Regions from separate parts of the Sus scrofa genome. Here all the other regions are linked to region 1. The links are chromatin contacts, called in public HiChIP or PLAC-seq and promoter capture Hi-C maps. All regions are on one chromosome and are shown on one strand. Each heading gives the region's core, a stretch centred on a gene start, on an enhancer-like site or on the middle of the called end of the contact. The rest is flanking DNA. Distances are from core to core; before and after follow the strand shown.

Evidence for each region. Promoter capture Hi-C pulls out the DNA fragments that hold promoters and counts their contacts. HiChIP or PLAC-seq counts read pairs in DNA pulled down with a chosen protein or histone mark.
Region 2: a contact with region 1 is called in an H3K27ac HiChIP or PLAC-seq map of alveolar macrophages. The contact joins the promoter of SIRT4 here to the promoter of ANKRD13A in region 1. A contact is called at or near these places in 2 of 2 datasets of contacts at active chromatin or transcription factors (alveolar macrophages and skeletal muscle).
Region 3: a contact with region 1 is called in a promoter capture Hi-C map of liver, with 2.1 times the contacts expected there. The contact joins the promoter of COX6A1 here to the promoter of ANKRD13A in region 1. A contact is called at or near these places in 1 of 5 promoter capture datasets (liver) and 1 of 47 Hi-C or Micro-C datasets (heart right ventricle).
Region 4: an H3K27ac HiChIP or PLAC-seq map of alveolar macrophages shows a contact between it and region 1. The contact joins the promoter of RNF10 here to the promoter of ANKRD13A in region 1. A contact is called at or near these places in 1 of 5 promoter capture datasets (liver) and 1 of 2 datasets of contacts at active chromatin or transcription factors (alveolar macrophages).

The regions. Positions count from the first base shown.
Region 1 is chr14:40,991,467-40,998,662 of Sscrofa11.1, forward strand. It overlaps ANKRD13A (ankyrin repeat domain-containing protein 13A), which reads right to left and starts at 4,416. Exons shown (of 15, transcript XM_021074290.1): 1 at 4,306-4,416. GIT2 (ARF GTPase-activating protein GIT2) reads left to right here and starts at 4,520. Exons shown (of 18, transcript XM_003483442.4): 1 at 4,520-4,728. The coding sequence starts at 4,677.
Region 2 is chr14:40,287,466-40,294,661 of Sscrofa11.1, forward strand. SIRT4 (sirtuin 4) reads left to right here and starts at 2,823. Exons shown (of 5, transcript NM_001114270.2): 1 at 2,823-2,881. It overlaps LOC102165911 (a long non-coding RNA gene), which reads right to left. Exons shown (of 4, transcript XR_002338550.1): 3 at 2,447-2,494.
Region 3 is chr14:40,404,859-40,412,054 of Sscrofa11.1, forward strand. It overlaps COX6A1 (cytochrome c oxidase subunit VIa polypeptide 1), which reads left to right and starts at 3,742. Exons shown (of 3, transcript NM_001190221.1): 1 at 3,742-3,879; 2 at 4,027-4,169; 3 at 5,680-5,952. The coding sequence starts at 3,777. The coding sequence ends at 5,763. It overlaps TRIAP1 (TP53-regulated inhibitor of apoptosis 1), which reads right to left. Exons shown (of 2, transcript XM_021072517.1): 2 at 7,099-7,196.
Region 4 is chr14:40,478,573-40,485,768 of Sscrofa11.1, forward strand. It overlaps RNF10 (RING finger protein 10), which reads left to right and starts at 2,667. Exons shown (of 17, transcript XM_013982944.2): 1 at 2,667-3,291. The coding sequence starts at 3,135. COQ5 (2-methoxy-6-polyprenyl-1,4-benzoquinol methylase, mitochondrial) reads right to left here and starts at 2,014. Exons shown (of 7, transcript XM_003483435.4): 1 at 1-2,014. The coding sequence starts at 59.

The sequences.
Region 1 (7,196 bases), core at 3,166-5,665:
ACTGAGCAAGGGCAGGGACCGAACCCGCAACCTCATGGTTCCTAGTCGGATTCGCTAACCACTGTGCCACGATGGGAACTCCCACATATGTGATATTAGAGTGTTTGCCTCTGATTTATCTCACTTAGCATAATGCCCTCCACGTCCATCTAGGTTGCTGCGAATAGCAAAATTTTATTCTTTTGTATGATTGAGTAGTATTCCATTGTGTGTGTGTGTGTGTGTGACATCTTTGTCCATTCATCTGTTGATAGACACTTAGGTTGTGCTGCCATATCGCAGCAATAGTAAGTAATGCAGCCATAAACATTGAGGTGCATGCATCTTTTCAAATAAGTGTTTTTGGTCATATGATAGTTTTATTTTTGTTTTGGGGGTTTTGTTTGTTTGTTTTGCTTTTTAGGGCCGCATGCCCAGCATATGGAAGTTCCCAGGCTAGGGGTTGAATTGGAGCTGCAGCTGCTGGCCTACACCACAGCCACAGTAATGCAAGATCTGAGCTGCTCTGTGACCTACACCACGGCCACAGCAACGCCAGATCCTTAACAAACTGAAGGAGGCCAGGGATGAAACCTGTGTCCTCATGGGTACTAGTCAGATTCGTTTCTGCTGATCCATGATGGGAACTCCTGGTGGTTCTATTTTTAGTTTTTGAGAAAGCTCTGTACTGTTTTCTACAGGGGCTACACTAATTTACATTCCCACCAACAGTGTACAGGGTTCCCTCTTCTCCACATGCTCACCATTTGTTATTTGTGTTCTTTTTGATGAGAATCATTTTGCCAGGTGGGAGGTGATATCTCATTATGGTTTTGATATGCATTTCCCTGATGATTAACAAAGCTAAGCATCTTTTCATGTGCCTGTTGGCCATCTGCATTTCCTCTTTAGAAAAATGTCTATTCAGTTCTGCCCATTTTTTAATCAGTTTGGTCTTTTTGATGTTCAGTTGTATGAGATGTTTATACATGTTGAATATTAATTCCCTATCAGTCATATCTTTTGCAAATATGTGTCCTGTTCAATAGATTGTCTTTTCATTCTGTTGATTGTTTCCTTTACTGTGCAAAAGCTTTTCAGTTTAAGTAGGTCCCATTTGTTCATTTTTGCTTTCATTTCCTTTAGGAGACAGATCCAAAAAAATGTTGCTGCAATTTATGTCGGAGTGTCCTGTCTATTTTTCCTCTAGGAGTTTCATACTATCTTGTCTTACATCTTACATTTAGGTCTTTAATCCATTTTGCGTTTTTTGTGTGTGTGTGGGTGTGTTTGCCATGCCCACAGCATGTGGAAGTTCCCTGACCAGGGATCAAACTCACACCACAGCAGCAACTGGAGCTGCTGCAGTGACAATGCCAGATACTTACTCCGCTGTACCACAAGGTAATTCCCAGTTTATTTTTGTAGATGGCGTTAGAGAATGTTCTAATTTTATTATTTTACATGTAGCTGTCCAGTTTTCCTAGCACCACTCTTTTTTTTTTTTTTTTTTTTTTTTTTTTTTTTTTTTCCGGCTGCTCCCTCAGCATGTGGAAGCTCCTGAGCCAGGGATCGAACTTGCACCAAGAAGAGACCCAAGCCACTGCAGTGACAATGCCAGATCTTTAGCCCACTGCAACACAGTGGGAATTCCTCCTAGCATCATTTATTGAAGAGACTATCTTTTCTTCATTGTATAGTCTTGCCTCTCTTTTTTTTTTAGGGCCGTACCCATGGCAAATGTAAGTTCCCAGGCCAGGGGTCAAATCAGAGCTACAGCTGCAGGCCTACACCACAGCCACAGCAATACAGGATCTAAGCCGCATCTTCGACTTACACCACAGCTCACGGCAATGCCAGATCCTTAACCCACTGGGCGAGGCCAGGGATCAAACCCACAACCTCATGGTTCCTGATCAGATTCATTTCCACTGTGCCATGATGGGAACTTCCGTAGCTCCTTGATTCAATGAAGAACCAAGTAAACTTACATCTGCTCACCAGCCTGAACTTTCTGCACAGCTGTCTACTAGATCATATAGCTAGGCAAAGTTATTTAATGCATTCTGAAAGCATCCTCTGCCTTCCCTGCTTGTGAATAGCCAGCTTTTCAGATGCCTACAACAACAGCTGTTCAAGAATTCAGGCTTAATCCATTCTCCACAGGTGTTGAGTCCAGAAGATTTGAGAATACATGAAGCAAAACAGGATGTAGAAGCATCAGGATGGCATCCAGAGGCTTTAGCTATGGAATGTGTGGGAAATATATGTTAATGCACACACCACTCATTTATAAAAATGGAGAAATGAAACAAAGACCCATGCTTTTGACATCTCCTTCAGGACTTCCTAACCTTTAAGAAGATTTATGCAATTTAATCTTTCTCTTCATTGTCTCATGCTTATCTAATCTCTCTTAATTCATTAGTTGGAGAACTTCACAATGGCTGTTCACCAGAGTACCTAAAGTCAAAATAATACCTGGCCCGGGAGTTCCCCATGTGGCTCAGTGGTTAACGAATCCGACTAGGAACCATGAGGTTGTGGGTTTGATCCCTGGCCTTGCTCAGTGGGTTAAGGATCCAGCGTTGCTGTGAGCTGTGGTGTAGGTCGCAGACCCAGCTTGGATCCCGTGTTGCTATAGCTCTGGTATAGGCTGGCGGCTACGTCTCCGATTAGACTCCTAGCCTGGGAAGCTCCAAATGCCACAGGAGCGGCCCTAGAAAACACAAAAAGACAAAAAAAAAAAAAAAAAAAAAAAAAAAAGACCTGGCATTGCCTTGAGCTGCGGTGTAGGTCACAGACTCGGCTCAGATCCCGAGGTGCTGTGTAGGCTGGCAGCTACAGCTCTGATTAGACCCCTAGCTTGGGAACCTCCATATGCTGTGGGTGGGGCCCTAGAAAAAGGCAAAAAGGCAAAAATAAATAAATAAAAATAAATTAAAAAAAACAAAGCAAAACAAATACCTGGCCCATGATAGGCATCGAACATTTGCTGAATGGAGATCATAGTTGGGTTTACATATAATACACAAAATATTCATTAGCATTAGGGTCACACCTCTGCTCTCTATCACACTGATTAAACTCACTTCATTGCGTTTATCTCATACCATCCTGTATATTAGGTTATCTATCGTTATCCTCAAAATTGTGATTAAGAAATAATAGTAATATCAAATTCCAATAATAACAGAGGCTACTTTTTTTTTGCTTTTTGCTATTTCTTGGGCCGCTCCCGCAGCATATGGAGGTTCCCACGCTAGGGGTCTAGTTGGAGCTGCGCCACCGGCCTACGCCAGAGCCACAGCAACGTGGGATCCGAGCCGAGTCTGCAACCTACACCACAGCTCACAGCAACGCCGGATCGTGAACCCACTGAGCAAGGGCAGGGACTGAACCTGCAACCTCATGGTTCCTAGTCGGATTCGTTAACCATTGCGCCACGACGGGAACTTCAAGAGGCTACTATTAATGAGGGTTCACTCTGAGGCAAGCATACCACACTCTTCTGTGAATTATTCCATTTGTTCTTAGCCAGACAGTAAATATTTAGCTATACGTTTCATATATGAGTTTTGTTAAATATTCATCCTTTCCCTCTTCTCCTTCCTCTTTACAATCCTTCAAAAATGTAAAAATTAGGAGTTCCCTGTGTCGTGCAGTGGAAAGGAATCCAACCAGTAAACCTGAGGATGCAGGTCTGATCTCTGGCCTCGCTTAGTGGGTCCGGGATCTGGTGTTGCTGTGGGCTAGTGGGTAGGTCACAGGTGCAGCTGGGATCCCGCATTGCTATGGCTGTGGTGTAGGCTGACAGCTGTAGCTCCAATTTACCCCTAACCTGGGAACCTCCATATGGCCTAAAAAACAACAAAACAAGTAAAAATTAAGAGTTGATGGCCGAGCAATTAAGGACTCAGTTGTCACTGCTGTGGCTCGATTATTGCTATGGCTCCAGTTCCATCCCGGCCCTGAAACTTCCACATGCCAAAACACAACAAAAACAAAAAAATAAAACTATGAAAATCATTTTTAGGTGCAAGCCATACAAAAGAAAATTGTAGGCTAGCGGTAGATACACATTATCTTCCTCTAGCAGATTATATTAAAACTGCAGCATAAGGAAACACATAATATACCCTTATTTTACTTATTGTAGATCTAGCACAATTGAATGTTAGCTCCATAAAGACAGGAAATTTTGTCCTCTTGGCTCACTACTCTTTCTTCACTGCTTGGAACACTGTGTGTAATTTGCTGAATAAAGGAAAGAATATATAAATGAACTTGGCCAAAGTTATGCGAAATGACTTGACTACTGATTACCTCAGGCAGGTTGCAGCTGCAGACTTCTGGTTACTAGATTTGGTATTAATCAGTGCTGGGAAGAAGCGAATTTCTTCTGGAGAGGGAGACAAATTACAGAAAATTTGGAAGCAGGACGGAAGATCCTTGCCCTCACTCAATATGGCGACAGGGCAGCGTGCCCTTTCCGGTCACATGATCTGCCTATTGCCAAAGGGTGCCTCCCCGCGCGTGCGTGCTGGGCCGCGGCTGCGAGGCGCTCAGGGAGAGGCGCTGCCGCCAGCGCCGCCGCTGGGACCCGTTAGAGCGGAAGCGCCTCCGCCGCCGCCGCCGCCGCCGCCGCCTTCGCTGTCTCGGGGCCCCAGGTTCCCGGCAGGTGGGAGGCGGGAGCCATGTCGAAGCGGCTCCGGAGCAGCGAAGTGTGCGCTGACTGCAGCGGGCCAGGTGAGTCTCATCAGCCGGGCCCGCTCCCCTCAGCTCTCCTGGCCAGGACCCCTGCCCCGGGGCCGCCCCTCGAGCCGGGCGGGTCCCGGCAGTCGACCTCTGCATCCCATGCCTGGGGTCACGACGAGGAGGAAGGGGGGCGGTCTTGGGGCAGAACCTGCCCCTGGCCTGTCAGAGCCGGGCGGGCAGGGGGCCGCCGCCCTCCCGCCCCTCCTTTCCCTTTCGTTCACTCTGTCCCAGGCCGTCCGGGGAGGCGGTGGGGTCGGAGCCGCTTTCCTAACAGGAAGGGGCTTGGGCAATCCACAGGAAGGCCAATTACAGAAGTAAAATGCGAGCGTCTTCCCGGCTGCGGCCCCCAGAGACTGCAGGTGTCACCACCCCCTTCCCACAGTCACCCAAGACCCCCGTCCCCGGAGGCGCCCTGCTGGTAGTGGGCGACGCTCACCCCTTCCCTCCACTGAGACTCGCCAGAGGACCCCCATGGACGATTTCGCCATTTCTGGCATCCCGACTCCCGCTCCACGGCAGAGAGTCTCCAGGATGTCGGGGTCTTGCAAACGCCACCTGCACTTGGGAGGCAATGCTTGGCTCAGGTTCTGAGATCTGAACCGTCTGAGTTCAAACTAGATGTTCCCTCTGGGTGACCTTGGGCTGGTGACTTCATTTGGCCGAGTCTTCATTTCCTCATTTTTCCGATGGGGATAATGGGGAGTATGGTGCTTAGCGGTAGGGAAGATTCAGTGAATATTCTTAGCATCATCTCATTTAAATTTTTTTCCCCTATTGTGTACAGAACCTTTACAGTCCCTTAAAACTATAGTTGAATTTCTAAATCATGCATTAATTACAGCTTACAAAACCAACACACACCACATCACTGACAAGTAGACCCATTTGGGCATTTAGGCAATATAGGCATATGGCAGCACTGAAAGGCCAAAACTAAACCTCCCATGTGTAGTTTTCGTCTTAGCAGTTGGAACTGAGTTGACAGGTCTCTGTACTGTTCTCAGTGCTTGTATTTTTCTGCTTTGAATTTGAAGTAATTCAAAAGGTAAAATGGCACCACAGCATCCAGTAAACAATCTTAATGAAACCATTGCGCACCAGTGTTTTTGCGACTGTTCCAAACTTTGTCTTGTCAGATGGAAGTGGAGACTGATTTTTAAATAGTACTATGATAATTCAAACCTTATGTGGTTATTTCATGGCCTCTATAATGTAAGTGGGGTTACCGGTTTCCTTTGAAGATAGGGAGACGGGTGGAGGAGTTTAAAAAGAGGTGTTTTAGAAACCAAGTTAATGTGTTATACAAACTCCATCGTATTCTCTAAAAATGTTATTTGTTCCACTTCCTTATTTTCTTGCCTCTTTTCGGTTGAACCTTCTGTGATGTTTGATTCTTATGAGTCTAGATTCAAACTTCCTCTTGAAATGCATTTTCTGTGCTTCTCAGTGGGTGGTATGAGGCAAAGGAAAAACTGCAGCTCCCTTGCTACACTAAACACTATCTTGCACCTCTGCAGCATTTTGTGCATTTCAGAACATTTTCTCTTCCATTGTTTCATTTTAGTTGTTGTCTCATATGCCTAATCTACAGAGACTTGAGTCACTTCCTTCCTGTTTTGAATATAATTAGGCTACCTTGAAATGTTCTGAACTTGAGCAGCCAGGAATTTGTGCTGTCTTTTCTGCAAAGCCCTATGAAAGTTACCTTTAGGGTTAGGGACCCCTTTGAGATTCTGATGAATGCTAAGGCCTTCTTGCCAGAAAATGCACACATAATTACTCTTTCACAGAGAATTTATGTTACGATTTTTCAGTGGAATCATAGACGTTTCTGAAGCCCATTTGTTGTCTTCTTAGAAGCCAGGTTAAGAAGCCATAGCATAAACCGTTCAGATAGACTGGAAGGGGTTCACCCAGCCTCTTGCATACAAACTCAGTTTGGATTTTACTGTGTTGTTAACATGGGATTCTGATTCATGACGTTAAGGTGATTAATAGGGAAACTTTCTTAATGTGTGTTAAATCCTTGCTGTTTTGTACCTGTTTAATTTCCTCCAAAGGAGATTGTGAATCTTCAGAATGATATGTGAAAATCAAAGCTAATCTTCAAAACAAATAGTCTTTTTGTATGTGTGTCATTAGTAGTAGTACCATACTGCAAAAAGCATTGTTCTAGGAGTTCCCTTCATGGCGCAGCAGAAATGAATCCGACTAGGAACCATGAGGTTGCAGGTTTGATCCCTGGCCTCTCTCAGTGGGTTAAGGATCTGGTGTTGCCAAGAGCTGTGGTGTAGGTGGAAGACGAGGCTCAGATCTGGCATTGCTGTGGCTGTGGTATTGGCCAGCAGCTGTAGCTGCAATTAGACCCCTAGCCTGGGAACCTCCGTCTGCTGCGGGTGTGGCCCTAAAAAAAGACAAAACAAAACAAACAAACAAAAGCATTGTTCTGTATCTTTGTA
Region 2 (7,196 bases), core at 1,573-4,072, 710 kb before region 1:
TAGTCTCCGGGAAAAACCCTCAATTATTGATTGGCTGAAATTATAAAACTATATAAAGCTCCCTTTCGGAAATTATATATTGTTTCTTAATATTCAGTTGCTTGATTTCACTTAGTTTTTTTTTTTTAAGTGGCGATGAAGCAAAGCATTGTGGGAGGGAACATGCTAATACACAATTTACACAATGAATGAGGACGATGAGAAATGTCTCAGTTGCTGTTCACTTGGCTCCTGATTCGCTGTGTAACCTCTCCAAAAGACTTGGGGTTGTTTGTTTGGTTGGGGTTTTTTTGTTTGCTTTTTTTAGGACTGCACCTTCGGCATATGGCAGTTCTCAGGCTAGGCGTCAAACTGGAGCTACAGTTGCCAGTCTATGACACAGCCGCAGCAACCCAGGATCTGAGCCGAGTCTGCAATCTACACCACAGCTCACGGCACGCCGGATCCTTAACCCACTGAGTGAGGCCAGGGCTCGAACCTGAGTCCTCATAGAAGCTAGTCAGATTCGTTAACCGCAGAGCCACGACGGGAACTCCTGTTTGGTTGGTTTTAATTGTGATAAAATATACATAATGTAAAATTAACCATTTGAACCATTCCTAAGTGTTCAGTTCAGAATAATATATTTACACTGTTTGCAACCATTACCACTGTACATCTCCAGAAATTTTTCATCATCCCAAACTGAAACTGTACTCCTTAACAATACTAACTCCCTGAGTTCCCTTTGTGGCTCAGCAGTTAAGGAACAAGAATAGGGTCCATGAGGATGAGGGTTCCATCCCTGGCCTCTGCTCAGTGGGTTAAAGATCCTGCATTGCTATGAACTATGGTGTAGGTTACAGACATAGCTTGGCTCCTGCCTTGCTGTGGCTGTGGTGTAGGCCAGCAGCTACAGCTCCCATTGGACCCCTAGCCCTGGAACTTCCACATGCCAGAAGTGCGGCCCTAAAAAGACAAAAAACAAAAACAAAAAACCACCAACTCCCCATTCTTCCCTCCCCAGGGCCCTGGCAACTTCTATTCCACTTTCTACGAATTTGGTCTCTCAGTACCTCAGATAAAATAATCGCGTAATTATTTAATCTTTTGTGCATGGCTTATTTCATAGAATGTTTTTAAGCCCATCCATGTTGTGGTATATTTCAGAATTTCATTCCTTTTTAGGGCTGATATTCTATCGTATGGAATTTTGTTATCCATTTATTCTTTGATTGACAGGACATTGCTTCCACGATTTGGCTGTAACAATACTTCCATGAACAGCAGCACAGAGATATCAGTCTGAGTCCTTGTTTTCAATTCTTTTGGGTGTATCTACCTAGAAGTAGAATATCTGGATCATGTGGTAATTCTCTGTTTAACCTCAAAGGGTTTTCTGTAGACACCTTAATTCAGAGGAGAGAGGCTGAAAGAGGCTATTTCCACAGAAATGCCCACAATTCATGAGTTTGAAGTTACTTTCACTCTCATTGCCTTGGCAAGTCAAAAGCTACTAGAAACATGTGCCTAGACTTGGTTCAGCTCTGAACTATATTCTCCAAAAGACTTGTTTTTTGCTACTAAATAAGATGCAAATAGTAGTCTCCAAGAAAATGACATTTCCTCCAGCATTTTATTATGAAAATTTTAAACATGAAACATTCAAAGTATTGCTTAATGACCATTTATGTAGTCATTGACTAGATGTAAAAAAATGACATAAGGAGTTTCCATTGTGGTTCATCAGGTTAAGAACCTGACTAGTATCCATGAGGATGCAGGTTTGGTCCCTGGCCTTGCTCAATGGATTAAGGATCCAGCATTGTCACAAGCTGTGGTGTAGGCTGGCAGCTGCAGCTCTAATTCAAGCCCTAGCCCAGGAACTTCCTTATGCCACAGGTGTGGGACTAAAAAGGAAAAAAACATGACATAAAAGGTCTGTTTGATGCTGATGGGTAATTAATTTTTTTTCACATCCATAACTGCCAGGGTGGGGGGGGAATACTAGCAATTTGATTAATTTAGAGTAATTTACTTTGATCCAATCAAGAACTTTGTCACTAATTTGTGGTGTGGTCGAGTCATGAGAAATAAAAAAACTAGGATCATCCAAAGAATTTCTCAGCCCTTGAGAATGTGTTTTTTTTTTGGCTTTCTGTCTTTGTAGGGCTAAACCCACAGGCATATGGAGGTTCCCAGGCTAGGGGTCCAGTTGGAGCTGTAACCACCGGCCTATATCACAGCCCCAGCAACATGGGATCCGAGCTGCATCTGTGACCTACACCACAGCTCACAGCAACACTGGATCCCTAGCCCACGGAACGAGGACAGGGATCAAACCTGTGTCCTCACACACGGATGCTGGCCAGGTTTGTTAACTGCTGAGCCATGGAAACTCCAAGAAAGTCTTGATTGGTGGCTCAATACACCCTGTCAGAATCTATCAAGGGAAATTGTGATTCACCAGCTGTCTTGGGTAACTTCATCCTCCATGGATGACTTCCCAGCGGCCCTGAAAAGAAAAAAAAAAAAAAATCTAGATCCAGTATTAAAGCTTCTAGCTTAAGAGAAAATGAATTCCTAAGTTATTGCTATTTGGATGTACTACATTGCACCCAGGACAGTAGCGTCCAAGCTCTTAACCACTTCTCAAACAGATGATAGGCTTGTTGGCTTTGGAAAAGCACACTTTGCAAACGAAGGTTGGAAACCTCTGACCAGAATGGGCCGACAGAGGCGCTATGGGACAATATGGGGCCCTCAAATGGGAAGCCCATAGAATTGTGGGACTTGTAGTTTTTTTTGCATCATTTCGGCTTCATGCACTACATTTCCCAAAATGCAAATATAGTCAGTCAGTCCCACTGCCGGGTGTGGAGTGTCCCTTAAACTGTGAAAGGTAAGTGTGTTCTGTTCAGGCTGCAGGTTTCTAAAAATTGTGGATTTCTCGTAAGGGATACCATTTCTCTTCTTTGCCCTTTGGTGGGAACTGGGAGACAGCAGCTGTTCCAACAGAGCGTTTTCAAAGGGATTTCCCAAGCCCTTTGGTCTCAGGAATCCAGATTATGTATTTGTCTAGCTGTTCACGTGTTGCTGTGGTGTGTCAAGGAGAAATCAGAGTCCTGATCCCAGATTTGGAAAGCTCAGCATGAAATAATGTTTACATATGGGGTACACGTCACTAGAGAATTTCTGCATTTGACCATGCAATATGTCAAAGCCTTGTTTTCACAACTAGAAAAGGTGGAGTAGATATTCCCTTGTGGCACAGCAGGTTAAGGATCCAGCCTTGTCACTGCAGTGGCTCAGGTTGCTGCTGTGGTGCAGGAACTTCCACATGCTGCAGGCATGGCAAAAAGAAAAAGAAAAAAAGAAAGAAAGAAAGAAAGACAAAAAGGCAAAGCAGGAGTTCCCATCGTGGCTCAGTGGTTAACGAATCCGACTAGGAACCATGAGGTTGTGGGTTTGATCCTTGGCCTAGCTTAGTGGGTTAAGGATCCGGTGTTGCCATGAGCTGTGGTGTAGGTTGCAGACACAGCTCTGATCTGGCGTTGCTGTGGCTGTGGTGTAGGCCGGCGGCCGTAGCTCTGATTAGACCCCTAGCCTGGGAAGCTCCATATGCTGCAGGTGCGGTCCTAAAAGGACAAAAAGACAAAAAAATAAAAAAATAAAATAAAATGGGAAGTAGGTTTATGGGACACACAGTTCCCCCAAGGGGTGTTATTAACTAAAAATATAAATGTATTCCTCTGATAGAGGCATCTTTAGATGTCACAAGTGGATTAACACCGAGCTATTGACGGTCTTAAAAGATACTGGGGTAGGCCATTAACCTTTTGAAGTTTATAAGAAATTCATTGCTGACCAGCCAGGTGTTACTAGGAGAGACAGAATAGGCCTAATGTTATGCTAGAATTGTGCTTTATCAATTTTTTTTCGCTTTTTAGGGCCATACGTGCGGCATATGGATGTTCCCAGGCTAGGGGTCGAATTGGAGCTGTAGCTGTCAGGTCTATGCCACAGCCACAGCAATGCCATATACTTAACCCACTAAGCAAGGCCAGGGATCGAACCTATGTCCTCATGAATACTAGTCAGATTCGTTACTGATGAGCCACAATAGGAATTCCTGTTTTATCAGTTTTTTACTTTACCTTTCTCCTATTTTCTATTTATTTTTAATTTTTAGAAAATGTTATGGCCACACTCAAGGCATATGGAAGTTCCCAGGCCAGGGACTGAGTCCCAGCCACAGCTGTGATCCATGCACAGCTGCAGCAATGCTGGATCCTTTAACCCACTGCACTGGGCTGGCAATCGAACCGACACCTCTGCAGTGATCCGAGTCACTGCAGTTGGATTCTTAACCCATGGCACCATGGTGGGAACTCTGACCTTTCTCTTTTTTAAAGTAGACTTTATTTTTTAGAGCCCCCCCTCTTTTTTTTAGGAAACCAAGATATACAGTTTCCCTTGGATGCAGAAAGCCTTGGCAGATTTGCCAGCCATAGTTAATTTCCATCTGATGGCTACTGCATAGATGAGCTCTGGCTGTAGGTTCTTAAGACAGTAGGAAGATAAAATTGGCTTGAGTGTCGTGAAATGATCTAGTATGGGGGACAAAGTTTTATTTTGTAGGTATTAGAAATTCTTGGAGTTCCCATTGTGGCAAAGTGGAAACAAGTCCAACTAGGAGCCATGAGGTTACAGGTTCGATCCCTGGCCTCAATCAGTGGGTTAAGGATCTGGTGTTGCCATGAGCTGTGTTGTAGGTCACAGACAAGGCTCAGATCCTGCGTTGCTGTGGCTGTGGCGTAGGCCAGCAGCTGTAGCTCTGATTTGACCCCTAGCCTGGGAACCTCCATATGCCATGGGTGCAGCCCTAAAAAGCAAAAAAGAGAAAGAAATTCTTGACCAGAAGAAATTACTAAAAAGATAATAAAAATGTAAGAGTTCTCTTGTGGCTCAGTGGGTTAAGGATCCAGCATTGGCACTGCAGCGGCTTGGGTGGATTCTGTGGCATGGGTTTGATCCCTGGCCAGGAAACTTCCACATGCTATAGGCAGGGACAAAAAAAAAAAAAAAAAAAAAAAGATATAAAGAGGTAAGTTTGTTGTTTCAGGTTGGACTTCATAGGACCCAGGAAGGTGAATTGAAATAGCTTTGTATCAGTGAGGGCCAGTTGTGAAATATTTGGGGTTTTTTTTTTTTTTTAATTTTAGGTCTACACCAGCAGCATATGGAAGTTCCTAGGCCAGGGATGAATCAGAGCTGCAGCTGCTGGCCTATGCCACAGTCACAGTAATGCCAGATCCAAGCCACGTCTACGACCTACACCACAGCTCACCGCCTTGCGGGATGCTTAACCCACTGAGCGAGGCCAGGGATTGAACCTGTGTCCTCATGGATGCTAGTCAAATTTATTACTGCTAAGCCACAACAGGAACTCCAATATTTGGGAATTTACTAGCCAAATTGGTAGCCTGAAAATGGCCATGATGGGATTATTTTCTTTTATCTGTTTTTGATGGGGAGGGTAGATGGAACTCAGTTTACCAGCACATCCATGGCAAAAGTCAGTTTTTCCTCTCAGCCTGGAGCCCTAGTGTTCAGTACATTCTTGAGTTATTAGATCCTGAGCTAGCTCACACCCTTACACATTTTACCAAAGATTTGGATTACGAATACACTCTGGGGGTGTGGCAGGGGTGGGGAGGGGGCTGTACTTTTACAATGAAAGATATTCTTGTTTATTTTGGGGTCATCCTGTAAGATACTGAAGTCATTGATTAATTCACTATCAGTATGTCCTCATGGGTTCTAGTCGGTTCGTTGCCGCTGATCCATGACGGGAACTCCCAAATATTATATATATATATATATTTTTTTTTTATATTTTTATTTTTTGTCTTTTTGTCTTTTTTGTTGTTGTTGTTGTTGTTGCTATTTCTTGGGCCGCTTCCGAGGCATATGGAGGTTCCCAGGCTAGGGGTTGAATCAGAGCTGTAGCCACCGGCCTACGCCAGAGCCACAGCAACGCGGGATCCGAGCCTCGTCTGACCTACACCACAGCTCACGGCAACGCCGGATCGTTAACCCACTGAGCAAGGGCAGGGACTGAACCCGCAACCTCATGGTTCCTAGTCAGATTCGTTAACCACTGCGCCATGACGGGAACTCCCCAAATATTATATTTTTGAAGTTTATTTGAATCAGGATCCAAATAGGACCCATAATTGGTTGGTATGTCTTTAAATCTCTTTTGATCTTCTTTTATATCTCTTTATCTCCATCTCTTGCAGTTTTTTTATTTAAAAAAAAATATTTGGCTGTATCTGTGGCATATGGAAGTTCCTGGGCCAGGGATCAAACCTGTGCCACAGCAGCAACCCCTGCAGCTGCTGCAGTGACAATGTGGGATCCTTAACCCACTGAACCACCAGGGAACTTCTTTCGCAATTTATTTGTTGAAGAAACTGATTTGTCCATCCTGTAGATTTTCGCATAGACTTTGCTGATTGACAAACGGTATCATCTAACACATTGCTTTGGCCACTACACCACAGCTCACGGCAATGCCAGATCTTTAACCCACTGAGCAAGGCCAGGGATCAGACCTGCATGCTCACGGATACTAGTTGGATTTGTTTCCATTGTGCCACAACGGGAACTTCTGCTAGTCAAGTTCTTTACCCACTAAACCACAAAGGGAACTCCTCAATTTTTATAGTTGAATAATATTCCCTTTTATGGATAGACCACATTTTGTTTATCCAGCTGTCAGTGGTTTTTTATTATTTTATTTATTATTTAAAAAAAATTTTTTTTTGCTTTTTAGGGCCACACCCACAGCATATAGAGGTTCCCAGGCTAGGGGTCTGATCGGAGCTACAGCTGCTGGCCTACACCACAGCCACAGCAATGCAGTATCCGAGCCATGTTGTGACCTACACCACACCTCATGGCAATGCCGGACCCTCAACCCACTGATCAAGGCCAGGTATCGAAACTGCAACCTCCTGGCTCCTAGTTAGATTCGTTTTGACTGTCACTGTTTTTTCATTTTTTATTTTATTTTTCTGTGTGTCTTTTTGCCTTCTCTAGGGCCACTCGCGTGGCACACGGAGGTTCCCAGGCTAAGGGTCTAATCGGAGCTGTAGCCACCAGCCTATGCCAGGGCCACAGCAACTCGGGATCCGAGCCGCATCTGTGAC
Region 3 (7,196 bases), core at 2,492-4,991, 590 kb before region 1:
GCCTGCATAACTTAGAGCCTGTTTCCTTATCTGAAAAATGGGGAGAATGGTATCTATTCACAGGACCATGGTTGGGGTTAACACATGTTCGGTGAGGTCCTATCATATGCCAAGTGGTCACACTAGTGAACAAAACACTGTCCCTGCCCCCATGGTGTGTAGTGAAGAAAGGCAGACAATAAGCCAATAAATATTTAATACAGCAGATGGTGATAAGTGCCACAAAAATAGATAAGGCACATTAAGGCAGATAAGAGTATCAGGGTGGGGAGAAGCCACCTCACTTCAGGGTGGTCTAGAAATGCCTTTCTGATAAGAGCTCACTTCTGAGCAGACCCGAGTGAAGTAAGAAAGCAATTCATGCAGCCGAGGAGGAAACTCTTCCAGGCAGAGAAATGAGTATGTGCAGAAGTCCTGAGGCAGCAGCATGCCTGGCACGTTCAAGGAAAAGCAAGAGGGCCGATGTAGCTGGAATGAATTGGGCAAGGGGGCAGATAGACTAGATGACATCAGCGAGGCGGCTGGGGGCAAGGTATGAAGGACCTGGCAGCCCACTGTAAGGACTTTGTTTTTTTTGGTCTTTTCTAGGGCCACACCTGCGGCATATGGAGGTTCCCAGGCTACGGGTCAAATCGGAGCTACAGCTCCCAGCCTGCACCACAGCCACAGCAATGCCAGATTCGAGCCATGTCTGCAACCTATACCACAGCTCACGGCAACGCCGGATCCTTAACCCACTGAGCAAAGCCAGGGATCAAACCTGCAACCTCATGGTTCCTAGTCGGATTCGTTAACCACTGAGCCATGACGGGAACTCCCAGGACTTTGACATTTATTCTGAGTGAGATGGGAGCCACTGGAGGATTTTGAGCAGAGGAGGAAGATGATCCGACAGGTTTTAAGGTATCCTTCTGGCTTCCATGGCTGTCATGTAAGAAGACTGTAAAAGGGCCAGGTAGCAGGGAGACCAGCTAGGAGGCTGTTGCAATAGTTCAGGTGAGAAATGAGAATGCTTTTGATTAAATTGGTAGCAGTAGGTAGTAAGAAGTGGTCAGATTCTGGATATGCCTGAAGGAAGAGCTAGCAAGATTTGTTAATGGATTGGATATAAAATGTGTGTGTGTGTGTGTGTGTGTGTGTGTGTGTGTGTGTGTGAGAGAGAGAGAGAGAGAGAGAGAGAGAGAGAGAAAGAGAAAGAGATCAAAGATGATTCCAGGAGTTCCCGTCGTGGCGAAGTGGTTAACGAATCCGACTAGGAACCATGAGGTTGCGGGTTCGGTCCCTGCCCTTGCTCAGCGGGTTAACGATCCGGCGTTGCCATGAGCTGTGGTGTAGGTTGCAGACGTGGCTCGGATCCCACGTTGCTGTGGCTCTGGCGTAGGCCAGTGGCTACAGCTCCGATTGGACCCCTAGCCTGGGAACCTCCATATGCCATGGGTGCGGCCCAAAGAAATAGCAAAAAAAAAAGACAAAAAAAAAAAAAGATGATTCCAAAGTGTTTAACTTGAATGGAGTGGCCGTTTACTGAGGTGAGGAAAACAGTTTATGTAAAGTGCTTAGCATAGATACGGGCATGAAATAAGTGCTCAGTAAATATTAGCTATTCTTTCTATTGATGATTTTGGTTTCCTGGGCTGTCTAAATGCAGTCACCCAAGGCTTTGCAAATGTTGTGCATACCTGGCAATAACATCATAGGCATCATGCCTAAGTATGTACTGTGACAGACAGAATCTTTAATGAGCAATACCACCCTGTAAGATGTATGAAAGTCCTTTGGGAAAGAAAACATTTGTTGAGTTTTTAACATATTACAGGCATTGGATATTTTTCACTTAATCCTGTCTCTACCACTGAATTATACATTTCATGAGAGAGCTTCTAGTTCTTGGATACTACTGTATACACCTGGCACACAGTAGCCACCATCATTAATATTTATTAAATGAACCATCATTATTATTATGGATAGCGGTTGAGTAACTTCTCCAGGTGGAGATATTCTTAATAAATTATTATTTGTTGGATAAAGGGATGAATAAGTGCATACTATATTCCCATTAAGAGAGGAGGAACAACTGGGGGCAGACCAGATTTGGACTCAGGATTTCCTGATCCTCGAGCTTGGACCATTTCCATAGCTACATTGTGGGGCCTCACAGCCTCTTTGGCTGTGTTCGAGGATGCCTAGGGATTTGACTATTCTAATTACACCATAACATGCAAAAACCCAGGCTACTCAGAGAATGAAAGACCAGATTGTGAAGCTTTAGTAATATGATCCCAATTTTTGTTTTTGTGAAACCGGAGAACCTCAAAGCATTCATTTTATCTAACTTGCTCAAGGTCATACAGGCTGTAAGGGAAAGAAACAAAACGTGAACCCAGTCTTCCAGTGCCAGAGTCCCTGTCTAATACTCTATATAGGGATTCTTAATCTGGGGCACAGGACTCTTAGAGGGGCCGTGGATGTACTTTCTAGTGCCTTCTTCTCCCAACACTGTGTGCTTAAACTCTGTGTTCTTAGAAGGAAAAGGATTCATAGCTTTCATCATAATCTTAAAAGAGCCTGTGGTCAAAAAGTTTACCTTCAGAGTTCCCGTTGTGGCACAGCAGAAACAAATCCAACTAGTAACCATGAGATGGAGGGTTCCACCCCTGGCCTCACTCAGTTGGTTAAGGATCGGGCGTCAATGTGAGCTGCGGTGCAGGTCGCAGCCGAGACTCAGATCCTGCATTGCTGTGGCTGTGGTGTAGGCTGGCAGTTGTAGCTCTGATTTGACCCCTAGCCTGGGAACCTCCATATACTGCGGTTTCGGCCCTAAAAAGCAAGCAAACAAACAAAGAAAAAGATGATCTTCACTTTATCTTATGTATCTATTTAAAATCTTTATTTGTAAAACTGCTTTTAAATGAGTAGAAGGAAGAAAAAAGAGTGGGAAAGAATTGTAGAGATCAGCTATAACAGATGACAATTTTTTCTTCCCGTTGCTATTTGTTCATTCACACACTCATTCATTCATTCAACAAACTTGTGTTGAGCACATGCTACTGGCTAGACAGGATTCCTGAGTCTGCGAATGCTGCAACGGCAAAATCTTTGTCCTCCCTAATAGAATATAAAATCTGTGATGCCGACAAAATAAAGATATGACAATTATTTTGTCCAAGTGCCCCGAAAAAAACAGGGCAGAGTCAGAGAGGATGGGGAGGAGGGGAAATGGAATTGGTTTTTTTTGGCTGCTCCGTGGCATTTGGAGTTCCCAGGCCAGAGATCAGATCCGAGCGGCAGCTGTGACCTAAGCCGCAGCTGTGGCAACGCCGGATCCTTAACCCACAATGCTCTGCCAGGGATCGAACCTGTCTCCCAGCGCTCCCAAGACGCCGCTGATCCCATTGTTCCACAGAGGGAATTCTGGAAATGGCATTTTAGATAGGGTGATTTGTGCTAGGAATCTCCAGTTACTGTGCACGGATTTCATTGAAGGGAGCGATCTAGGATGCCAGAGTGTGCCCAGCAAAGCTTTCTTTTGCTCTTGACCTCACCCGTGTGCTGATGGTGGGGAGAAACCAGATACTCTCAGGAGTACAGACTACATGCTCCCTCGAACCCCGCGGCTGGCTGCTTTCGGACAAGGACTCTGGGCTCGGAGGACAGTGCGCAGGCTCTTTGGGACTAGGCACCGCCCAATAGGAACTTCCTTTTGAGGTTGTGGTCCCGCCCCCCAGCCCTTCTTTCTGCTTCCGCTTCCGGCGCCGAAGTGATCTAGGTCGAAAATGGCGGCAGCTGCTGGGTCCAGGGTGTCTGGGCTGCTACGTCGTTCCCAGCTGCAGCTGAGGCGGCCTATGTCGAGTAGTGCCCATGGCGAGGAGGGCTCAGGTACTGGTACTGGGGTCGCGGAGCGGGCCTCAGCCCCACTCGAGCGAAGAGCGGCGGGTCTATGACCTTGGCTTGAGGCCTTGAGGGAGGGAGGTGAGACTCAGGGCGGGTCCCCTCCAGGCCTGAGTGGTCGTGCCCCCTTTGCAGCTCGCATGTGGAAGACCCTCACCTATTTCGTGGCACTCCCCGGGGTGGGAGTGAGCATGCTGAACGTCTTCCTGAAGTCGCACCACGCAGAGGAGGAGAGACCCGAGTTCGTCCCCTACCCCCATCTTCGCATCAGGTCCAAGGTACCCCTTGCAGTCTCTTCACCTCTTATTCCAAAGCCCTTAGGCCTAGTTCTTCATTCTCTAAAAGCGTGGGTGTTGGGCGTGTAGAGTTTCTCATTTAATCCTCTCAAACACATTGTCGTTTATTATTATTTTTTTCAAACAGAATTTTCTCCAGTTTTACAGAAGGATAACTTGAGACTGGGGGGGCGGGGGTTCACGGCTCAGTTTTCTTCAAGGTCATACGGTAGATGCCCTTCGGTTTTCCTTTTTCCGAGTCATCCCACCCTTTGCCTTCTGATACTGTTCTGAAACAACTGTCCGTTGTGCAAAACTTGGAGGTTTGGGAAACTCCCTTAGACTGGCAACGTCAGAAGGGGGTTCATTTCTTTTTTTTGTTTTGTTTTGTTTTGTTTGTCTTTTTGCCATCTCTTGAACCGCTCCTGCGGCATATGGAGGTTCCCGGGCTAGGGGTCTAATCGGAGGTGTAGCCGCCAGCCTACGCCAGAGCCACAGCAACGCAGGATCCGAGCCGCGTCTGCGACCTACACCACAGCTCACGGCAACGCCTGAACCTTGACCCACTGAGCAAGGGCAGGGATCGAACCCGCAACCTCATGGTTCCTAGTCGGATTCGTTAACCACTGCGCCACAACGGGAACTCCCCGGGTTCATTTCTCTAAGACCTGGGCATCTGACATTTACTAGCTGTATAAGGAAGAGACTGAGCTTCTGTTCCTCTCCTTTACGCTAGTTATCATCCCAACTGTTTCATCTTTTGGCTGTCAATGTAGGTGTAATAATGTATTTTACATTACTTGCTGTATTTTTAACAAGAGCACTGTCTTTGAGCACCACTCCCACTCTTGTACAATAGACTTAGAAGCCATACAGCAAGGTTTCTTAACCTCAGTGTTATTGACATTTGGTACCAGATAATTCTTTTGGGGGCAAGGGGCTCTGCTGTGAGTTACAGGATGTTTAACAGCATCCTTGATCTCCATCCACTAGGTGCCAATGGTATCCCCCACCACCTCCAGTCTCCCGGAGATACTGGCCTGTGTCTCCAGAGGGGCAAAATCATTCCAGATTGGAAACCTCTGCCCTAGAGCAATGCTTTTCAAAAGTAGCATGCAAAATAACAGGGTAGTTTGCAGTTTCCAATCCAGAGATTGGTTTCAAGTCCAGAAATCCTCATTCAAGTGAACATCTCCTCCCCTATACCCACCTCTACCATTCTGATACAGGTGATGGAATGATTGCATTTTCAGAAACACAGCGCTGATGTACAGTTATCAGAGGCTTATGAGTAGTGAACTTGAGCTTGCTTTTCCCTACTATTTTGTGGGCTCCCTGGAATTTATAAGAGCTCCCTTAAGTTACTGGAGGACTGAACTATGCCAGTAGTTAAAGAACTAATTTCCATTTTGTTTTTGTGTATTATCTGTTGCTTTCCTTATTTTAAGTAGTTCATGGCAGTGCTGGTTCTAAACTTTTCTGGAATTGCCTAATTGACGTCTTCACTCCACAGCCCTTTCCCTGGGGAGACGGTAACCATACCCTATTCCATAACCCTCATGTGAACCCACTTCCAACTGGCTATGAAGATGAATAAAGAGAACCTGGACCACTACCCAGTGGGGACCACAGCACTGGTTTGGACCATTACTCTGCACCCATGAACCAGAAAAGTATATGGGACCTTAGGCTTACCTTGTATCCAGTGATGACCATTATACTGATCTTCCACACCTTTGCTTATGGCAAGAGATGGCTTAAATAAATAACCTAAGTCATGAGCTGAGAGTTGCATTCTTTGGTGGTGTTTTTCCCTCAGAAATTAGCAGTAATGTTATCTCTGTTTTTTCAGTGAAGGTCTGTGGCTACTCTTTAGTCAGGTCCAGTTCAGACTTTTGAATAACAATGTTTGTAACAAGTCAGTCTTTGGTTTCTTCTGCCTACGGTGGGTAAAGCAGAGACCACATGTGGAGCTAATTAAAGGCCAAATTGGGGTCCTGGCAGACTTTGGGTGGCAGAGACACCAGCATTTGCTAAGGAATAATCCCTAAAGGCACATAGTTTTCTCCAAAAAGTGTCAGGCTCTCATCTTAGGTTATCTCTTAGCATCCTGAAGGCTGGAAGGGTCAGAAACTTTTGGAGAAATAAAGGCAGTATGACGCATTTCTGCATATAGTACTGGCTTTGTTTGTTTCTGTAATTAAAACCTTACTGTAGCCATAAGAATTAGAAGAAACAATAGTAATAGTTATAAAATCACCTGAAAAGAGCAATTAGGATTTCCTCTTCAAAATTTTAGAAGTAGCTGAAATAGTTGGAGTCACTTTATGGGTAGGGTAAAGTCAAAATAGTATGAGGAACAATCAGGAAAATTTTATCCCTCAGTGGCAGTTACAGTAAAATTTGTTTTACTTTCAAAACAGTTTTATAAGATTCAAGAGGCTACAAAGTTTTGACTGGCTTGTAGCCAGGCTTAGTTCAGGACTTCATCTTGCTGCCTGGCCTCCCTCAGAGGAGTTCCAAGTATCTTCCATATAATGGACCTTAACCTCAGAATGTAAATGCAGAGTGTATTGCAATGACATTAAGGACCTGGTCACATTAAATATGAAGTTATTAATTGGTAAAGTGGAAAGGGGATAATAGAATCTAGGCCTTCTGTAAATCAGGTTTCATACTACCTGGGCACATGTAAAAAAACTGAACCTGACAGTTTTTTTTAGGTGCAATTACGTAAACATTTTAAGGAGATACTGTAGTATATCAGTGAGGTTTCCAGTTGCTATACCGTACTACCTACCTAGCTTAGATAAATCTTCACTTTTAAGTTATAAAACATATAAGCTCCTCCCCCCTCCCAGTGTATGTATGAAATATGTGCAGTTACAGAGCCATAGATGTTCCGTAAGGTGCACTGAGTTCCAGGGGCAAATGATGGTAGAAACGAATATTACAATTTATTCCATCTTCATGATTACAGGCATTACAGGGCAGGGTGAGTAAACAAGGCAGATAAAGCAAACTTTTCTT
Region 4 (7,196 bases), core at 1,417-3,916, 510 kb before region 1:
CGCCAGACAGCACGTCGCGTTGCTTCATTCGATGGGTGACGGCGGCCGGCCGGAGACATTATTAGCTGAACGCGTCCCGAAACCTGATATTAAGCTGCAGGATCTCTGGGATCCAGAGGACATTAAGTCTTTGAGTACCCGAAAACCCTTTTCCTCTTTTTCCCCAAATTGAATATAGAATTCACCAGGAATGAGCAGAACTTAGGGAAAACCCCCATCACCTCACAGAGGCCATAACTCTGAATCTTGCCAACCTGTGGTACTTGCTCTCAAGATACCGAGTAACTCTTGTTTTCTGGTGCAGAAGTGTGCAAACAGAGGTAACAGTGTGGTGAAAGGCTAAGATTACAGGGTTTATTTTCGAAATCTTTGGTGTGCATAAGAATCACCTGTTTTGATCTTTAAAGTGCCAATACCTGGGTCCAAAATACCAGAGATTTTGAATCCGTAAATCTGGTATGGATAGTGGGAGTCTGTTTGACCAAATTTCTCTGATGATTTCTGTGTGAGGGATTTGCAGTCCAATCTTGAGAAATATATGCTAGACTACTCTGAATAATACACAGGAAAGACTGTTCTTTGGTCTTTGAATTTTACGAACATATGAAGTTCATTAAATGGGAAGGAAAGCTCTGGTATATAGTCTAAGTCACAACCAAACGCCAGGCAGGTTCCCTCTCCTGCTATCACAAAACTACATTTCTAGCTCTAACTGGCCTAGCATGAATGTTTTACTTCAACCCTACATTTTCTTTTTCTCTTATATGGAAAGGGTAATGTAGACCATCTTTCCCAAAAGAGGATGGAGGTGGTGTTTTACTTGGATTCCTGTACTTTTCTGCTTTAATTCTCTTTAAATGTATGTTTTCTGTAAATGTTTCACAAGGAAAAAGCGCTAAGGACCCTAAGGGACCATTTCGAAAATGAAAAATCTCTACTTGGTTTAATGAAGCCTGACAGATGGACACCTGCTGCTTGCGTTTGGAAGAACTGCACTGAGATTTCTCTCTTTCCCCTTTCTTTTATTTTTAAAAGTAATAGAAGGGGGAGTTCCCATTGTGGCTCAGCAGAAACAAACCTGACTAGTATCCAAGAGGATGCAGGTTCAATTCCTAGCCTTGCTCAGTGGGTTAAGGATCCGGATGGAGTTGGTGCCGTGAGTTTCTATGCAGGTCACAGACACAGCTGGGATCCCTAGTGACAGTGGCTGTGGGTAGGCTGGCAGCTACAGCTCCATTTCGACCCCTAGCCTGGGAACTTCCATATGCCACTGATACGGTCCTAAAAAGCAAAAAAAAAAAAAAAAAAGTGTTCTTTCTCTCTCTTTTTTTGCTGCCCTTCAGCTTATGGAGGTCCTGGGCGAGGGATCAGACACAGTTTTGTTTTGTTTTTTTAATAATGATTTTTATTTTTTCCATTATAGCTGGTTTACAGTGTTCTGTCAGTTTTCTACCGTTCAGCAAGGTGACCAAGTTACACATACCTATATACATTCTTTTTTCTCACATTATCTTGCTCCATCATAAGTGAGTAGATTTTTTTTTTTTTTTCCAGTGCTGCACATGCATATGGAAGTTCCCAGACTAGGGGTCCAATCTGAGCTGCAGCTGCCGGCCTACCCACTGTCACAGCAATGTGGGATCCCAGCTGGGTCTGTGACCTACACCACAGCTCACGGCCACCCCAGAATCTTAACCTACTGATCCAGGCCAGAGATCCAACCTGCATCCTCATGGATACTCGTCAGGTTCCTTTCACTGAGCCACAGCGGGAACTCCCACAGTCTTCCATTAATGTATTTTGGAATTCCTTGTTCTCAGCACAGTGTCTGGCATATAATATGTTTCTAACTGGCTAAGGTTAGCCTTATTTATTGTTATACTTATGAGAATATTTGTACATCTTTTTTACGGTGTGTTTCTTTGATCCTTTGACTTTCAAGCTACCACGGTTGTTTTCAAAGTACAGACGGGTATCTAAAATACATAAAATGATTTCTAAAATAAATATGTGATTTTCTAAGCTTCAAGTGTCCATATCTGTAAAATGGAGAACTGCTTATTTGGGGGGTTGACCCCTGGCCCCAGGAACTTCCGCATGCCCCAGGTGTGGCTAAAGAAAATTTTTTTGTTGTTAATGTGAGGATAAATAAACTGCACAGAGCAGTGTCTGCTAATGGTAAGCACTCAAGTATATCTATAATTATTACCAGTTATTACCAATAAAGTGAAATATTAACAATGATTTATATTAATAAAAGACAACAATGAAATTAAGTAATTGTATGAGGAAGTGCTGTGGAGTGATATTAAATGTAATGTATTGTCATTATTGTCACTATTATCATTATCAGGAGATTGAATAAGCCATAAATAAATTGATATTAAATCTAGAATAAGAACTATGAATTAACAATTATTCAATAAAGGAGTTCCACAGGTATTCAATGTTTGGATGAATTTTTAGTGTATATTATTGTTATGCATATTAGTGTACTAAGACTAAAACCTGGACTGCAAGTCCCATCATTCTTTAAGACCGCTCACATTTTGCTGAGAAAAAAGGAACAAACAACAAAAAAAGACACTGTACCCGGATGTAGGAAGAAAACTACATTTCCCAGTATGCCTCACTCCCACAGAGCCACTATATATACACTCCATCCGGGTTCTTCGAGATGCTGTTTGGCGACTCGTCGCCATTCCCGGAGCAGCTCGGCCTCGGCCCAGAGGCGAGTGTCGATCGCTGTGTCGGAGACACCTGTCCCCGGCACCAAGACAGCCAGCCCTCTCCCCTGCCTCGCGGCGGGAGAGCGTGTCCGGCCGGCCGGCGGGGCTCGCGCACCTTCCCTCGCCTCCCCTTCCCCTGCAGCCTCCGCCCCGCCAGGCCCGGCCCGGACCTCCGAGCCCCGGCCTCCTCCTCCTTCTCAGTCACCGCCGCCGCCGGGCTCAACAGCCCCGCCCGCCGCTTCTCCTTCCAGTTTGAGAAGCCAAGGAAGGAAACAGGGAAAAATGTCGCCATGAAGGCCGAGAACCGCTGCCGCCGCCGACCCCCGCCGGCCCTGAACGCCATGAGCCTGGGTCTCCGCCGCGCCCGCTTCGCTCCGACCGCCGCCGCCGCCAAGGCCCCTGTTGATGCCGCAGAGCTCCCCCAACGCCGCCGCCACCGCCTCCGACATGGACAAGAACAGCGGCTCCAGCAGCTCCTCCACCTCTTCGGGCAGCAGCAAAGGGCAACAGCCGCCCCGCTCCGCCTCGGCGGGGCCGGCCGGCGAGTCTAAACCCAAGAGCGGTAAGGGCGGGCTCCCACGGCGGTGGGCGGGGGGGCAACTGCCCCTAAATACTGGGGAGGATTCTCTCTCGAATGTCTCCTGGGTCACCCAGGGACAGGGCTCCGCTTTCTACTCTCGTTCTTGTTTTTTCCTTCTTTTCCGTGGCTTCCATTGCTTCTAGTTAACATTTAATGAGTACTGTGCTGCGTGGTTTACGTAAATCTTTGCATTAATGCTCGAAACCGCTCGGGGAAGTGGGTACTATTCTTAACCACATTTTGCGGACGAGGAAACTGAGGTTCATAAAAGGTAAGGTTACCCAGCTAGTAGGTGCTTAGCAGCAGGCCTGAAGACCTGGTTTGTCTGACGCATCTAAAACCTGGTTTGTCAGTGCACGCATCTAAAACCACTAAATTGATCTACCCTTCAATGTTATTAGCATTGGGTAGTGTTCAAGTTTAAACAGGGGAGGGTGGGGCCAAAGGATATGTCAACTCAAATCTCCTATTGAATTACCTGGTTCCGGATCTCCCCAGATGAAGAGGACTTGTCTTTGAATGGCTTCGTTTACTATGGAGTAACGGTTAAGAGCGCAGGCTTTGGACTCAGTCGTCTTAGGTTTGCCAGACCTTGAGTGAGTGTCTCTATTTCTTTACCTATAAGGGTGGAGATAATGAGAATTAAATTAACTTAGAAACCAGTTGAACTAAGGACTTAGGAGATTCTCTGACACCTTTTATGCACCAGCTACACATCAGGCCTGTTTCCCTATCTTAGGCTAGAATAGTGTCCTTTTATAGGGAAGACTTTTTGTCATTTCTGTAGTCACGCTTCTTTGTATTAAATTTTGACGCTCGTGATGATAATATATACCATTTATTGAGGGCTTTCCATGGCTGGGCTGGGCTTTTACCTCTATTATCAGTTCTCCAGTCACTAACTTGTCCAGCAAGGTGAAATTATTCACCTAAAGAGGAGAAAGTTGAGAGGCTAGGAGTTGTAGGAGTTGGCAAGAGTCTGGAGTTGAATGTTCTCTGTCTTACTTCAAAACTTATGGAGCAATCTGTGCTCTTTTGTATTTATTACATTAGAGGCAACAGGAAGATGTTTTCAGTAGTAGTGGGGATGTGTAGCAGAGAGGGGAACATTTGGAGTCTGCACATGTGGAGTACCATTTGTTTAAAACTTCCAAGATTAAAAGTTTAAGGCCTACATGAGTTCAGAATTTATCTGCTAGGTATAGCAAAATTGTTGATCTGGTGTGTGGAGAACTTCTAGAGTTTACTTTAAGCTCTTGGAACTCCGGTGGAAACCAGTTGTCTTGATAAGAAATGAATGCTTTAAATATCTAAGCAGGGATTAATGTGGACAGGCTGCCTCAGGCAGTATTATGTAGACTAATTTGGGGGGGTCTGCACATGTGTAGGTCTATCACAGATTCTCCCTAGGGGTGGAGGTTTGCCAGTCCTCTTGACCTGTGTTGGAACTGGTTTAAAGTGGCCTGAATATTTTTCAGTGTAGTTGATAAATTACTTTTGCATTCTGTTCCTAGATGTTACTTCCCTAGCTAATCTGGTTCCCCTCAACTAATTTTTCTGAGGCTTATGTGTAAGCCACTAACATCATGAGTCAGTTGCCGTAAATGCCTTAAGTTGATTTATTCTTTAAGTGAGGCAGTAAGTGAAAGTTCGCTGTAACCCAAACCAAATGAAACAGCAGCAAAATTGGTGTACTTACTCATATTGTCCCTGACATTGAATCTGGTAATTAGTGGGACAATCATTACCCAACAGGATGATACAGAATCCTCTTGTAGTCTGACCAAAGTAAGTATTTGTTAGTGTTAACATTTCATTCAGACTTGTATTGAGTAAATATTAATTATTGGTTCATTCTGACTAAAGTGGTCTCTGGAATTCCCATTGTGGTTTAGTGGCTAACAAACCCAGCTAGTATCCATGAGGACATGGGTTTGATCCCTGGCCTGGCTCAGTGGGTTAAGGATACAGCATTGTACATGCAGTTCAGATCCTGCGTGGCTGTGGCACAGGCTGGCAGCTGTAGCTCTGATTCCACCCCTAGCCTGCGAACCTCCATGTGCTGCTTGTGCAGTCCACAAAAGACAAATAAATAAATTGGTTTCATTTCTTTTTTTTTTTTTTTTTTTTTTGTCTTTTTGCCAGCTCATGGCAACGCCAGATTGTTAACCCACTAAGCAAGGGCAGGGATCGAACCCGCAACCTCATGGTTCCTAGTCGGATTCGTTAACCACTGAGCCACAACGGGAACTCCTCAGTGTATTTTTAAAAATAGTTAACTACAGGAGTTCCTGTCGTGGCGCAGTGGTTAACGAATCTGATCAGGAACCATGAGGTAGCAGGTTCGATCCCTGGCCTCCTTCAGTGGGTTAAGGATACAGTGTTGCCGTCAGCTGTGGTGTAGGTCGAAGAACCGGCTCAGATCTGGTGTTGCTGTGGCTCTGGCGTAGGCTGGCATCTACAGCTCTGATTAGACCCCTAGCCTGGGAACCTCCAGGTGCGCGGGTGCCGCCCTAAAAAGACAAAAAGACAAAATAAATAAATAAATAAAGTTAACTACATAAAATACTCTTCACCTTCTTTTAAAGATAAACTTTGGAGTTCCCGCCATGGTTCAGCGGAAACGAATCTGGCTAGTATCCATGAGGACACAGGTTCAATCCCTGGCCTCATTCAGAGGGTTAAGGATCCATCGTTGCCAGGAGCTGTGGTTGTAGGTCGCAGAAGCAGCTCAAGTCTGGCGTGGCTGTGGCTGTGGCGTAGGCTAGCAGCTGCAGCTCTAATTTCCACCCCTAGCCTGGGAACCTCCATGAGCTGCGTGTGTGGCCCTAAAAAAAAAAAATTTTTTTTTTTTTTGGGAGTTCCTGTTATGGGTCAGCTGGTTAAGAATCCAAGTAGAATCCACGAGGATGTGGATCCAACCCTGTCCTTGCTCAGTGGGTTGAAGATTTGGCATTGCTGTGGCTGTGGGTAGGCTGGCAGCTGCAACTCCAATTTGACCCCTAGCCTGGGAACTTCAATATGCTGAGGGTGAGGCCCAGAAAAAAAAAAAAAGATAAAAATAAAATAAATAAAAATAAATAGATAAAACATTTTGTTGGAGTATAGTTGACTTACAATGTTGCATTAGTTTCAGGTCTACAGCAAAGTGAATCAGTTGTATATATGTGTGTATATATATATATTCTTAATTGAAAGCTTCTGAGGAAGGAAATAAAATCTCATATAAAGGACTTTTTTTCTGGATTTTATGAAATACACAAGGTGTCCTTTGGTAGCATTAGTTTTTATTTAATGGGTTTGTTAAGAAAGCTTGGCCATATTGCCATTGCTATTGTCTACTTTTCTGACTAGTGCTTTATATGATCTCTTGGCAAAAAGGAAGGATAAGTCTGTAGCTAAATAAAGTTCATCAACCATAATCCCCTGTTTGCATTTAGGAACAAATTCAAAGACAGAATAAATACAGATAAAAAATGGCTTAGCAGGAGTTGTTGCTGTGGCACAGTGGGTTAAGAATCCAACTGCAGTGGCTCAGGTAGCTGTGGAGGCATGGGTTCCATCCCAGGCCTGGTGCAGAAGTTTAAAGGATCTGGTGTTGCTGCAACTGCAGATATTGGCTAATTTTTAAGGTTGAACTGAAGGGTAGCATCCTGCCTTGAGAACACTATAGCTAAGACCATTGTTACCACAGCAGATATTCAAGACCTCTTATACAGTGATTTCTACTTCTAGATGGTTACTCCAACAAAAGAGTAAATTCAAATTCAGCAGAATTCTATAAAAAGATTTCTGTAGGATTTCAAAAGCTGACTTCACACTTGATTCAGCTGGAAATTGTTGAACCTCTTGAGTTGAAGTGTACTGAGTTGAAAGAACAGGAAAGG